Regions from separate parts of the Mus musculus genome. Here region 2 is linked to region 1. The links are chromatin contacts, called in public promoter capture Hi-C maps. All regions are on one chromosome and are shown on one strand. The core of a region is the stretch at or near the end of the contact, and the rest is flanking DNA. Distances in the headings are between cores, read along the strand shown.

The links. Capture Hi-C pulls out chosen DNA fragments and counts their contacts.
Region 2: a promoter capture Hi-C map of liver shows a contact between it and region 1. The contact joins two enhancer-like sites. A contact is called at or near these places in 1 of 39 promoter capture datasets (cranial neural crest), 1 of 484 Hi-C or Micro-C datasets (CD4 T cells) and 1 of 9 other capture datasets (liver).

What each region holds. Positions count from the first base shown.
Region 1 is chr10:127,410,663-127,417,229 of GRCm38.p6, reverse strand. The region is part of intron 2 of R3hdm2 (R3H domain containing 2); the gene reads right to left. Among named protein-coding and RNA genes, the nearest start is that of Gm23819, 9.6 kb to the right of the region's middle. Within about 2 kb of position 4,224, at least 25 of the 459 cell types and tissues checked have an H3K27ac peak or open chromatin away from gene starts, as enhancers often do. A contact at or near this core is called in liver, where this site is marked.
Region 2 is chr10:127,957,009-127,963,575 of GRCm38.p6, reverse strand. It overlaps the pseudogene Gm47949. Among named protein-coding and RNA genes, the nearest start is that of Gm23996, 7.1 kb to the right of the region's middle. Within about 2 kb of position 4,130, at least 4 of the 459 cell types and tissues checked have an H3K27ac peak or open chromatin away from gene starts, as enhancers often do. A contact at or near this core is called in liver, where this site is marked.

The DNA of each region.
Region 1 (6,567 bases), core at 2,975-5,474:
GGCAGAGGAAAGGAAGATCTCTGTGAGTAAAAGGACATTTTGGTCTACAGAGAGTTCTAGGATAGCCAGGGTTGCATAGTGAGACTGTCAAAATAAAACAAAAAATAAATTAATAAATAAAATAAAAATTAGATTATTGATAATTATTAAAGGGTACATGGTATGCTAGTTTGAAATATCCTATTTTACTTTGTAAGTCTGGTAGTTTTCACTAATAGAGAGTAGACATCCATGCCAGGAGAATTCCAAGTTTGAGGCTAGACTGGGACTATAGCAAGGCAGGGGTTTTACAAGAACCAGGAACGGCCAAGAAATATTCAATGTAAGCAGAAAACTTGTTTTACAAGCCAAGTAAGAAAGTGCTTCAGAGATGAAAAAGACCCACTGTTGTAAGAACTGACAGGTCACTGACAGGTCAGATGAGAGGAGAACCTCCATCTGACCACATCCAACTGCGGATCCAAAAGAAAACACGGGTAGGGTGCTGAGGCGGAAAGATGGAGAGCTCAGGACCAGCCTATATGCTACCCAATGTGTTCTGGGAAAGCCTGGGCTACAGTGAAACCCTGTCTCCAAACAAAACACTAGAGCTCTGCACATAGGGAGGCTGTTCTTGTCCTCAGTTCCTAAACAATGTGAGGCTTCCAGAGCACTTACATTCTATTAGACATTGTAGGACTGAAGCACATCTGGGTTTGGGGGGCTGACTCCCCCAAGGGTACACTAAGAGAAACTACCAGGGCTTTACAAAGGCGAACAGTGACAACTGAAGGGAAGGGGCCAGAGACAGCAAGTCTGAGCACTCCTTTCAAAGTACTTCCTTATGAAGACAGAACTACTGCAGTATATTTGAATGATGTGCCTTTCTTTAAGAACCATTTTTGGGCCTGGAGAGTTGGCTCAGTGGTTAGGGGCATTTGTTGTTGTTGGAAAAGACCCAGGTTTCATTCCCAGCATCCACATAGAGGCTTACCACCTCCTCAGGAAGCAAATATGTATGTACACATAGACAAAACACTCATACAATAAAATAGTAAAAATAAATTGTAAAAAAAAAAAAAGAATAATTTGTTAAACCCATATGGAATATAAAGACCTGCAAGATTACAAGATTTCAAAGCAAGTTATGGTGCTGGCAAGATGGCTCAGCAGGTAAAGGTCTGCAGCCAAGCCCAAGTGACATTCCACAGGCTGTCCTCCAACCTCACACAAGTGCCACGGCATGTGCAAGGCCCATGTAATATACACACAAAATAAATGTGAAAAACAAGCTGGATTTATCATTTGCGAACATTTTATTTAGTCTGAACAAAATTTTGTTTTATTTCTTTATTTTGATTGAGCCAGGCCTTGTCTAGCCCAGAACTCTCTACATAGACCAGGCTAGCCTCAAACTCACAGAGATTCATCTGTCTCTGCCTCCCAGATGCTGGGATTAAAGGTGTGCATCACCATCCCTGCCCCATGCAATATTTTAAACTCTTTGGGGTCTTTATTTTGATAGAATCACACTCTATCATCCAGGCTGGCCTACAATTTAGTATGTAGCTCACTCAAGCTGTTTTTAAACTGGCAATCCTGCTTTCACCTAGAGAGTGCTGAATTATAGGCAATTATGGGCACTTCAAACAGCATTTGTTATTGTTGTTTGATGGGTTTTGTTTTCTTTTGTTTTTGTTTCTGAGACAAAGTCTCACTATGAAATTGAGGCTGGCTTCAGACATATCCTTTCCAGTGCTGAGATTAGCGGTGAGCACCACTATGCCCAACTGTTTTTGTTTTTGTTTTTTTAACACTGGAATTCTAGTCTTCCTAAATCTGTTGGTAATCCCAGCTACTCAGAAGGCTGAGGCAAAAAGTATCAAAGGTTCAACACCTACCAACAGTTCCATGGTGAGTTCAAGGTCTAGGAAATTAGCAAGAGCCTATCTCAAACTCACAAGTAAAGGACTGAGGATGCTACTCTGTGGTTCAACTCACAGCACGACCTCCACGCCCTGCCCTGCTCTCACAGAGAGAAAGAAGAAAACTCTACTCTCCTATAATAAAAACTATTAAATAAAAAATATACCTATAGGGAATGACACTCTCAGGAGGAGCAGCCTTGTTGGAGCGCATGAGGCCTGACTGGAGGAACTGTCACTGGGTGTGCGATCAGAGGTCTCAGATGCTCAAGACAGGCCCAGTGTGATTCACTCTCTTCCTGCTGTCTATGGATCCAGATGTGGAACTCTCAGCTCCTCCTTCTGCACCATGACCACCTGTGTGCCATCACACTCCCAACATGATGATAATGGATAAACCCTGGACTGTAAGCCAGCACCCGTGAAATGTTTTCCTTTAGAGGAGTTGCCTTGCGATGTCTTCTCACAACAGAAACCCTAACTAAGACACTATCTTTGAAATCATATGAACACAACAGTAAGAAAAGACAGCTCGGGCTGGTGAGATGGCTCAGTGGGTAAGAGCACCCGACTGCTCTTCCGAAGGTCCGAAGTTCAAATCCCAGCAACCACATGGTGGCTCACAACCACCCGTAATGAGATCTGATGCCCTCTTCTGGAGTGTCTGAGGACAGCTACAGTGTACTTACATATAATAAATAAATAAATCTTTAAAAAAAAAAAAAAAAAAAAAAAAAAAAAAAAAAAGAAAAGACAGCTCACAATTGGGGAAAACTGAACATGAACTTATTATCACATGACTCAGAACCAATTCTTTATAAAATCATAATGAGATGGCACTTAGACTTTAAAATCCTATGGTTACAGATATTACTGAAGCTCGTCCAGGTGAAATGCCACATGGACATAGTCCAGCTCTGAGGCTGGGGAGACAGTGAAGGACTTGTCATGCAGGTGTGAGTCAGGCAGCACATGTGTAACCATGGTGACCCTCTGATGAAAGGGGAGTGACAGGAGACTGCCTGGAAGGTCACAGGCCCGCTAGACCAGCATACAGAGCAGCAAGCGAGACTCCTTATAAAAGAGAGGTCAGACCCTTCCAGTCATCCCATGAACTGCACATGGACACTGCATTGTGTTCATGCATCTGCACATACATCTACATCATGCTCATACATAGCAACACACAGATTAGAAAAGGGGGAAATCATTCCAACTTGTGTTCTCACACCATGTTGCTATCAAATGCCAGTGCAATCTCTAGTGTGTATCATGGTTTATTCAGACTAACCACTTTATACTCACAAACTGACCAGTAGTAAAGTGAACAAGAATCAACTGGCTACAAAAACTGCTAGCAAGGATACCAGTTAGTCACCTAAACAGATTAAATGCCTTTAATCCCAGCACTGAGGAGGCAGAGGCAGGTGGATCGTTGTGGGCTTGAGGCCAGCCTGGTCTACAGAGTGAGTTCCTGGACAGCCAGGGCTATACAGAGAAACCCTGTCTCAAATAAACAAACAAGAACACACTGTTTACTTAAAGAATGAGGAACTGATTACAGACCTGATACTGTGTCACTCTGTGGAATTCCATATTAACAGAAGGCCACTGAACTCTTACAAATAGTCCTTTGGTATCTAGATCAAAAAATTGCTCAGACCTTCAAAATATATTTATACTTCCAAAGAGCACATCTCTAATGCCTTCAGAGAAAGCACAGCAACCTAGCTTTTGTAAAGAGACCAACCTAACACTCTGAGTGACAAATGTGGTGAGAGACATGGAACAGTTCTATAATTCCAGTATTCAGGAAACTAAAGCAGGAGGGTTCTGAGGCTGAGGCAGCCTGGTCTACAGAGTGAGTTCCAGGATAGCCAGGGCTATAGAAAGAAACCCTGTCTCAAAAAAATAAAAAAATAAAAAAAAATAAAATAGTCATTTGCTTATATGGCTACATGCTATATTTTTTTCATGACCAATACATGTCTAAAGTAATGAACATTGTATCATTTCTGTAAATACCATTTGTGATGATCTTTGGTCTTGCCTGAAGCCATTCAAATTCTCATTTCTCAATTCTGGAAAGGGCAAGCCAGGATGGGTAATACTGGCTAGACCAGGAAAGAAAGGTAACTACTCGTTCCACTACAATGATACTCCAGAATAAGTAGTCTGATTAATATACTTATTCAAATTAGAACCTTAACTTTTGTTTCCTACTTTGACCTCACTGTTTGGTTTTTCTTTTTACTGTACTGTGGACATCAGTATTTGACTGAAGAAACTTCTTTACTAGGAGGGTTTAACTATGATCTTGGTTCTGCTGACTCTAACCTGGGAATGAGGCCAAGCACTGTGAGTTCGAGGAGAGGAGAGGAGTATGTAGAGACTAACAGCTGCTGGGCAGCATGAATCGTGGGCCACTCAACAACAACAACAACAACAACAAGATGCAATTCTGAATCACATGGTACATACACCTGTAACTGCAGTACTGGGAAGACTAAGGCAGATCACAAGTTCAAGCTACACAGCTCAAAAAATAAAATAAAATAAAATAAAAGTGATTCTAAACTGGTTTTTAAGAAGCCATAGAAATGTCTGGGCAAAGGGAAAATGAATGGGAACAAGAGAAAATAGAAAACAAGGTGAGTTCAACTTGTCTGACAGGTCCAAAGAAATGTGGCATCTGTGAGCAGGCAGCAGAGCCATCCTCAGTCCTGCCAAGCAGTATGGGATATCCACATCTGAGGGCCACCGCTGCCTAACAGCAGGGAGTAAAGGGCAGTAAGGTCCTAGTTTCTTGGTCAGTACAACTGACCAGAAGCAACAACAGAAGGCCCAAAGGGTTCTTCTGGTTCAGTAGATTAAAAAAAAGGTCATTCCCCACTGTCCCAGAAGTTGTTTTAAGGCACCAAAGGCTGATAAAGCAGCGGCTTGAAGGTCTCACACAGTTCAGTGACTGACCTGCCCTCTGCTTACAAAGCTCAACCGGTTCCTGTTGTAAAAAGTACACAATACTCAACAGCAATATGTACAAACAGAGGAAAATGATCCTTTCCTTAAACGAGATCCAGGGAGAAACCCACACTGAAGACAAAGTGCAAAAGCAGCTCTGATGGGCTCAGACAGAGACAGACAGAAGCGCCTCTCAGAGCCACACCTCCCAGAGCCGTGGCCTTACTTTTAGGCCCATCTTTCTTCCAGGCCCACAAACAACACTTCCAAACAAAACAAAACAATCTTCCACAACCCGTATCTCTACACCAGGGAATTTCAAGGTCTACAAACACCCAGGTCACATCTGTAACAAAAAGGAATCTCAGCTCCCTGCTGTGCATTTCATAGAGATTTCTCTCCACTGCTCTTAAATAAACACTATCAAAGTAAGAACTACAGAAGCAAAAACATCACCAGAAGAGAACTAAGTGTAACAGTCTCTACTTCTGTGGCCCAGCAGAACACAGTACTAACCCAAGCTCATTCACGTGTGACACGTGCTGTGGCCTCTTCCTACAGTACGTGAGACCTTCACAGGATTGGGCCAAGTGGGGTTTAACATGAACCAAATCTATCAACCGTGGTAAAGACAGACATGTAGATTCTAATGAGCAGTGGTGAAAAAAGAGAAAACAAATAAAATCAAACTATACTGCTCCATTCAGTTCGAAACAATGATAAATAATTCAGGAAAACTGCTGCAATACAGCACACAGCAGCAGGATTTAAAAATAGACCAGAGGTTCAAGAGACGAGGTGGGAGCATCGGGAGTCACAGGAAAATGGTTTTATGTCAACAAGTTCCCAAGCCCTTTGAAATAAATGGAGGCTGGTGAAACTGCCACTCAAAGCAGCAGAATTGCAATGCACTTGTAAACCTACATATGGCAAAGAAAACATCCTGCATTTGATTTCTCAGGACCAGGCAGATGGCTCTGCAAGTACTGGTGCTTGCTGCTAAGCCTGATGACCCGAGCTCAATTCCTAGGACCCACATAGGAAAGAAGAAAAGCAACTTCCAAAAGATGCCCTCTGACCTCCATCCACGTACACACACATAACACTAATGTAAAAGATATAACACAGTAGTAATGTAATTTTGAAAAGATATAAAACATGCATGTGAGGTTAGATATACACACATGTACACATAGTCATTGTAAGTATGAAACCAATCCCAAACAGCCAAAATTATATGACTGTTTAAGATAACTTTTTTTTTATCTATTTTTCGATTTTATAAAAGGGTTTCATATAGTCCGGGCTAGCGTCAAACTCAGACTATAGCTAAGACTGACTCTGAACTCCCAATCCTTCTGCCTCTAAGTAATGGAATTTCAGCTATGCACCACCATACTCAGCCAAGATAACCCTTACTGATCACTAGTCTACCAATAAAAGTATAATATAGAATAGGAAAGAAACAATAACCTGGTTCTCTTATGTTACTTTATTTTAATTAAGCAAAATAAATGGCACCAAAGAAACTTCCTAAATCACAGGCCAATACATAATTATTCCAACAGATCAATAAGCACGATACTCACATATCTTTAGAAGGAAATTGGGCTGAATCCGTTTACAACTGTGCCTTTCCACTTAAACTACACAAAGGCCAGTTGGATTTGGGCTAAGATGCACTGAATTTTTTGTTTTGCTT
Region 2 (6,567 bases), core at 2,881-5,380, 550 kb before region 1:
ATGAGGCTCTGCACTAGAACTTTGGAACTCCCCATTTGATCTGACCAGATTTATAGTATGGGGTATATATTCATTCCTGTGGGGTCTCAGATGTAACGTGAAGGGGTTGGCTCTATAAAGTAGTTTTACATTTCACTGCTTAGATTTAGGGACAAGAAGAGTGAGAACGTGGGTGATCTTAAGGTCACTAAGTAAGCAAAATTCATCTGCTGTCTTTTTTTTTTTTTTTTAGTACTTTTTAAATATCTATTAAAAGAATTCTAATTTGCATGTTTGCAGTCTGCTCTGGAGAATCAGGGAGGGTCCAATCCAGTAGGCAGGGATGAAAAGAAGTCCTTTACTCCAGGAAAGATTCTTGAGGCTGCCAGAAACTAAGAGTGACAGATGCCGTTCAAATAGATCATAAGGCTGTGTACATACCAGTAATCCCAACACCGGGAAGGTAGAGGCAGAAGGAGTTCCGAAGTAAAAGGGCAGCCTGGTCTGTATAGTGGGTTCCAAACAGCCAAGGTCACATAGTGAATGAAACCCACTTTCAACACTTCCACAAGGCTTGTCCCCCTTGAAGAGTCTCTAAACAGCTAAAGAACTGGCTTGGTTCTATAGTCTCACTTCTTTCCCCTACTTGGTCTGGCTCAACCTTTGATACAAAGGGGTGGGATACAGAGAGCAACTTTTACAATGTTAAAAGTTTTCTCTGTGGAAACAAAGAACACCCCCAGGATCCCAATGTTAACTAAAGGCTCCAAGGTTAACTAGAGATTTCTGGAGGGGGGTGGTGCAAGTTAATTTATCCATTTTTAAATAGCTACAAAGTGCCAGGCTCTGACACAGTTTGATTTCTAAAGAACACTCAGACCCAAGCCCTGGTTGTTCGTTCCAGGGCCCCACCACCCAGAGTCTAGAGGCTGGCAGAGGGAAGTGCAGCCTGGCACCTTCTGACATTTGACACCTTTGACATCTTTCTGGCTAGCAGCAGGGTAGAGGATTCAGGTCGGAGCCCCTGGTTTATTTAGCTGGTGAGCTGTGCAGCTGCAGGTTGGGTAAAAAAAAAAAAAAAAAAAAAAACCTTTAATGATTCAAAGTGCAAAGGGAAGGTATCACAGAGGCCGAGTGCTCAGCCCTGGCGGCTGCCAATGAAAGAACCTAGTGGGGAAAGCCCCACTCAATTCTCGTTCGGCGTGCACCCAAGAATCACGAACAGACGACCACCTTGATGTAAAAGCATGAGGTAGTTTAATGACAGAGCTCCGGGCCGACACATATCTTCCGCAGGAGACAGAGGTGTTGACCACATGGTGGAGCCATAATGGCAGAGCTCCGGTTTGAAATATCTCACACAGGAGACAGTGGTTTCGACCCCGAGGCTTGGAAGCTAGGGACTTTTATAGAAAAGGGGTGGGGCTGGGGAGGAATTGGCACGGTTTCACATGATTGGTCCATTTAAACATCAACAGACTGTCAGAAGGGCGGGAGATAGGGAGGCACTAGGCCAGTCAGGACATGTAACTACAGGCCTGCCTGGGCATGTCCTGGCTTGTTCTGCTATGTTCTCAGCCCCAGGTTTCAAAGCTCACAATCAACTCTTTGGGTTATTTGACATAAATTACATGAATCACGTCTCAAGTTTTATTTCCTTTCACCTCAGGTGTACATGGCTCCACGGAGGTTCTCCAGGCGGTGCTGCTGCTGCTGCCTGCAAGCCTTGTCTTTCTTGTGCTCTTCATAACTGTCATCATCAGCGGGCACCTCAAGGCAGCACAGAGGGCAGGAAGTTGTCTTACTTAGCCAGGGCAGAATGCAGTTGGAATGGAGGAGATGATGGCAGGGCATCTTAATCGCAGTCTCCTCCTCCTCAAATTCCAAAAGGCACACCACATGGGGCACTTGAGATCTGCTGCCCGGGGCCCAGCTCCAAGCCCTGTGCACTCTTCTCGAGAGTTACAGCAACATAATTGTTGCGAGCTTCACGCTCAGGGTTCAACGGCTCGAAGTCGTGCTCATCAAAGTAAGACGCCATGGCTCCTGGGCTGCCAGGCTTGTCTGACCCATCTGCTGTCTTTTACACCTTCTTTTGAGATGTCTTCAGGAAAATGAACACTATTTCTCAGCCAGCAAGAAACAGAAACTAGGAATGGAGAGATGGCTCAGCGGTTAAGAGCACTGACAGCTCTTCAAGAGGATTCCCAACAACGACATGGTGGCTCACAACCATCTGTAATGGGATCTGATGCCTTCTTCTGGTGTGTTTAAAGACAGTGATAGTGTACTCACATAAATAAATAAGAAAATCTTTAAAAAATTTTTATTTTATTTTTAATTTATTTTTTTTACACTTGATATTCCATTCCCCAGATGTGGGAAGCCACATATGCCATTACAAGGCGCTGGCAACTGCTGATCACCACACATAAGGTTGGGTAAACAACCAATGTGTACATATGCAGTAAAGTTTTTTGCCAAGTCACTGCCTGGCCCGGGCATGATAATGAGGTTCTGTGAGGTACTGAGAGTATAACCAATCGGATGAGAGACATGTAAATGAGGTTCTGTGAGGTACTGAGAGTATAACCAATCAGATGTGAGACATGCAAATGAGGTAGAATGCATAACCAATCCGGGTGTGAGACACGCCTCTCGTAGGCCTATATAAGCAGCACCAATTCTGGGCTCCAGGTCTTTTTGCCTCTGCAATCAAGGTCTCCCAATAAACGTGTGCAGAAGGATCCTGTTGTGGCGTCTGTTTTGTTGGCGAGTTGGGCGCTCACACCCGACCACCCCCATCCACCCTCCCACACCTCCTCCCTACTCCACCTCATTTCCACATGGACGCCCCCCTCCCCACCTCATCTAACTTCTAAACTCCCTGGGGCCTCCAGTCTCTAGAGGGTTAGGTGCATCATCTCTGAATGAACACAGAACCGGCAGTCCTCTACTGTATATGTGTTGGGGGCCTCATATCAGCTGGTGTATGCTGTCTGTTTGGTGGTCCAGTGTCTGAGAGATCTTGGGGCTCCAGATTAATTGAGACTGCTGGTCCTCCTACAGGATTGCCCTTCTCAGCTTCTTTCAGCCTTCCCTAATTCAACAGGGGTCAGCTGCTCTGTCCGTTGGTTTGGTTGGGTGCAAATATCTGCATCTGACTCTTTCAGCTGCTTATTGGGTCTTTTGGAGGGCAGTCTTGATAGATTCCTTTTTGTGAGCACTCCATAGCCTCATTAATAGTGTCAGGCCTTGGGACCTCCCCTTGAGCTGGATCCCACTTTGGGCCTGTAGCTAGACCTTCTTTTCCTCAGGCTCCTCTCTATTTCCATCCCTGCAATTTTTTCAGACAGGAACAATTATGGGTCAGAGATGTGACTGTGGTATGGTAACCCCATCCTTCATTTGATGTCCTGTCTTTCTGCTGGAGGTGGGCTCTATAAGTTCCCTCTCCCTACTTTCTGGCATTTCATCTAAGGTCCTTTCCTTTGAGTCCTGGGAGTCTCTCACCTCCCAGGTCTCTGGTGCACTCTGGGGGGGGGGTTCCCTCAACTTCCTATTTCCTGAGGTTGCCCTGTTTATATTCTTTCTGCTGGCCCTCAGGGCTTCAGTCCTTTCCCCTCACCTAATACCAGGTCAGGTTCCCCTCTCCTCCCTACTCCCAACCCCATCCACTTTCCCTCCCAGGTTCTTCCCTCCCTTTCCATTTGTGATTGCTTTTTTCTCTCTTCCAAGTGGGACTGAGGTGTCTTCACTTGGGCACTTCTTAAAAAAATCTTAAAAGAAAGAAAGAAAGAAAGAGAGAAAGAAAGAAAGAAAGAAAGGAAGAAAGAAAGAGAGGAAGAAAGAGAGGAAGAAAGACAAACTAGATCCCAGAAGGAGGTGTGGCTCTTTTCCTGTGTCCCCTTAATTTTTCCTGTCTATCCTGTCTCAGGACCACAAATATATGAAATAAAAGGACAGTGTTTCAGATCACTGCAGGGAGAATGAGACCTTATGAAATGGTGTTGGGGCAGTTTACCAAGTGTGTCAACACCAACCCAGGGCTTCTCCAAGTTATTCCTCAAAGCCTGCTCTGTACACCGATTATGATGCCATACTATGCTCTGCCAGTAGAGAGCGAGGTGGAGCGAGATGGTACAGGAGGAGGGAGGAGAGCTTCCAGAGCCAAGTGTGCAATGTCAGGTTCTGTCCTTGCAGCCCTTGACCTCTCAGTCCCAGACAGGGACATTTGGTGGAGGTCCTTCCCTTAATGCGCCCACGTGTGTGTGTGTGTTTGTATGTCCCTCAATAAACTCATAGTCCTTGAACCTACTGCAGCTGCTTACGACACCTGCTCAAGCTAGCCGCAAGCTTACCCATGAACCCCTGGAAGGGGACATTACCCATCTCAAAAAAGCAAAGCAAAGCAAAGCAAAGCAAAGCAAAGCAAAGCAAAGCAAAGCAAAGCAAAGCAAAGCAAAGCAAAGCAAAGCAAAGCAAGCCAAGCCAAACCAAACCAAACCAAACCAAACCAAACCAAACCAAACCAAACCAAACCAAACCAAACCAAACCAAACCAAACCAGTTTTTAAAGATTTCAGGCTTGAAGAATGAAAATCTATCTACTGTGTGCCTCTTCTAGATGACATCTTAAAGATGAGTGTTTCGGCTCACTGTTTCCTTCATATCATTTTTTTACTAAGACATGAGGATTTTGCTGAATACTCTTTGGTTAAGATAAGTCTAAAATAGGGAGTTTCAGGTGGAATGTGATTTTTGTTGTCTTTTCTCTTTTTTTTTGGGGGGGGGGTCAGGGTTTTTCTGTGTAGCTCTGGCTGGCCTGGAACTCACTCTGTAGACCAGGCTGGCTTCAAGTGCTGGGATTAAAGGCGTTTTTTTCTTTTCTTTTTCTTTTTCTTTTTCTTTTTCTTTTTCTTTTTCTCTTTCCTTTTCTCTCTCTCTCTCTCTCTCTCTCTCTCTCTTTCTTTCTTTTTCGAGACAGGGTTTCTCTGTGTAGCCCTGGCTGTCCTGGAACTCACTCTTTAGACCAAGCTGGCCTTGAACTCAGAAATCCGCCTGCCTCTGCCTCCCAAGTGCTGGGATTAAAGGCGTGAGCCACCACGCCCGGCTGGCGTTTATTTTTCAATTACATTTCTCAAAAGTTTCTGGTCCCTTAAATAATCCATTTTAAAAAGTTACATTGAAAAAAGTCATCTTTTACTGGAGTCTTGTGAGCATGGTCTTCTGTCTCCTGTGGTGAGTATGTGTGTGTGGCCTGGGGGGGGTGGGGGTGGGGATGGCAAAGAGCAACTTTAGATACCATACCTCAGACACTATCATTTTTAGAGACAGAGTCTTTCATTGGTCTGGAACTCATTAAATGGGCTAGACTGGCTGGCCAGGGAGTTGAGAGATCCTCCTGTCTCTGCCTCATCAGTTCTGGGACCTGGGACCACAAATACCCAGGATTCCTTCCTTCTTTTCTCCCTTCTTTCCTTCCTTCCTTCTTCCACCCTCCTCCTCTTTCTTTCTTTCTTTCTTTCTTTCTTTCTTTCTTTCTTTCTTTCTTTCTTTCTTTCTCTCTCTCTCTCTCTCTCTCTCTCTCTCTCTCTCTTTCTTTCTTTCTTTCTTTCTTTCTTTCTTTCTTTCTTTCTTTCTGTCTTTCTCTCTTCCTGTCTGTCTTTGGGGTAGGGTTGGCTTCTCTGTGTAGCTGTCTCTCCTGGAATTCTCTTTGTAGACCAGGCTTGCCTTGAACTGACAGAGATCCTCCTGTCTCTGCTAATCCCCAGTGCTAGGATTAAAGGTGTGTGCCACCAGGCCAGGCTTGTATACCCTGCCTTCTTAAAAAGTGTCTTCTGGGGATCAAACTTTCAAAGTGAGCACTTTACTGAATGTGACAACTTCCGAGCTCTCTTTCTGGAGTCTTGACAATTAAATCTAGTAGATGCAAGATGAAGATAGTAAGTAGACGAGAAGGCGCTCACAATCTGGATTTGGTAAGTCTGAAAGAGTACCTATTCAAAGTGATCAAGGCAGATGGGCATAGTGGGACTGTGGTGGAGTCAGAGCACACAAGGGAGCAAGAGATGACATTGTCAGGTGTGAAGGCGGGTAAGCGTGAAACCAAGCTTGCTTCTTAGGTAAATACCTTTTCATAAATACCTACACAGGGTTCCCATAAGAACATGTCAACTCTTCCAAGCTCATTCTTCCGGTGATCCACATCCGAGTTCCTCCCTAACTATGCCTACTTCAGAGGCTGACTCTGTAACCGTGTTTAGCAATCTTCTGGAGCAAATGTCTACACAAATTGCTAAGACTAATGACAAACTAATAATAATAATAATTAGTCCCCTGCCTGGATGGCCTCTCCTACCTCGGCGTGCACAAGGCCGAGACTATCCCCCTTCATAGTGACTTTGGGTCTCACAGGCTCTAAACAGAGGGAAACAAGTCCTCAATACCTAGGCTGTGCATGGGCATTGTCCTTTGAGCAACTCCCATCTTCTGGTGTCAAATTCCAGACCTCTAACATCTGTACCGGTAAGGAGAAAGTGACCTTGATAGTAAATAAATATGCTTTTCTCTCAAGAGGTGCGTGAA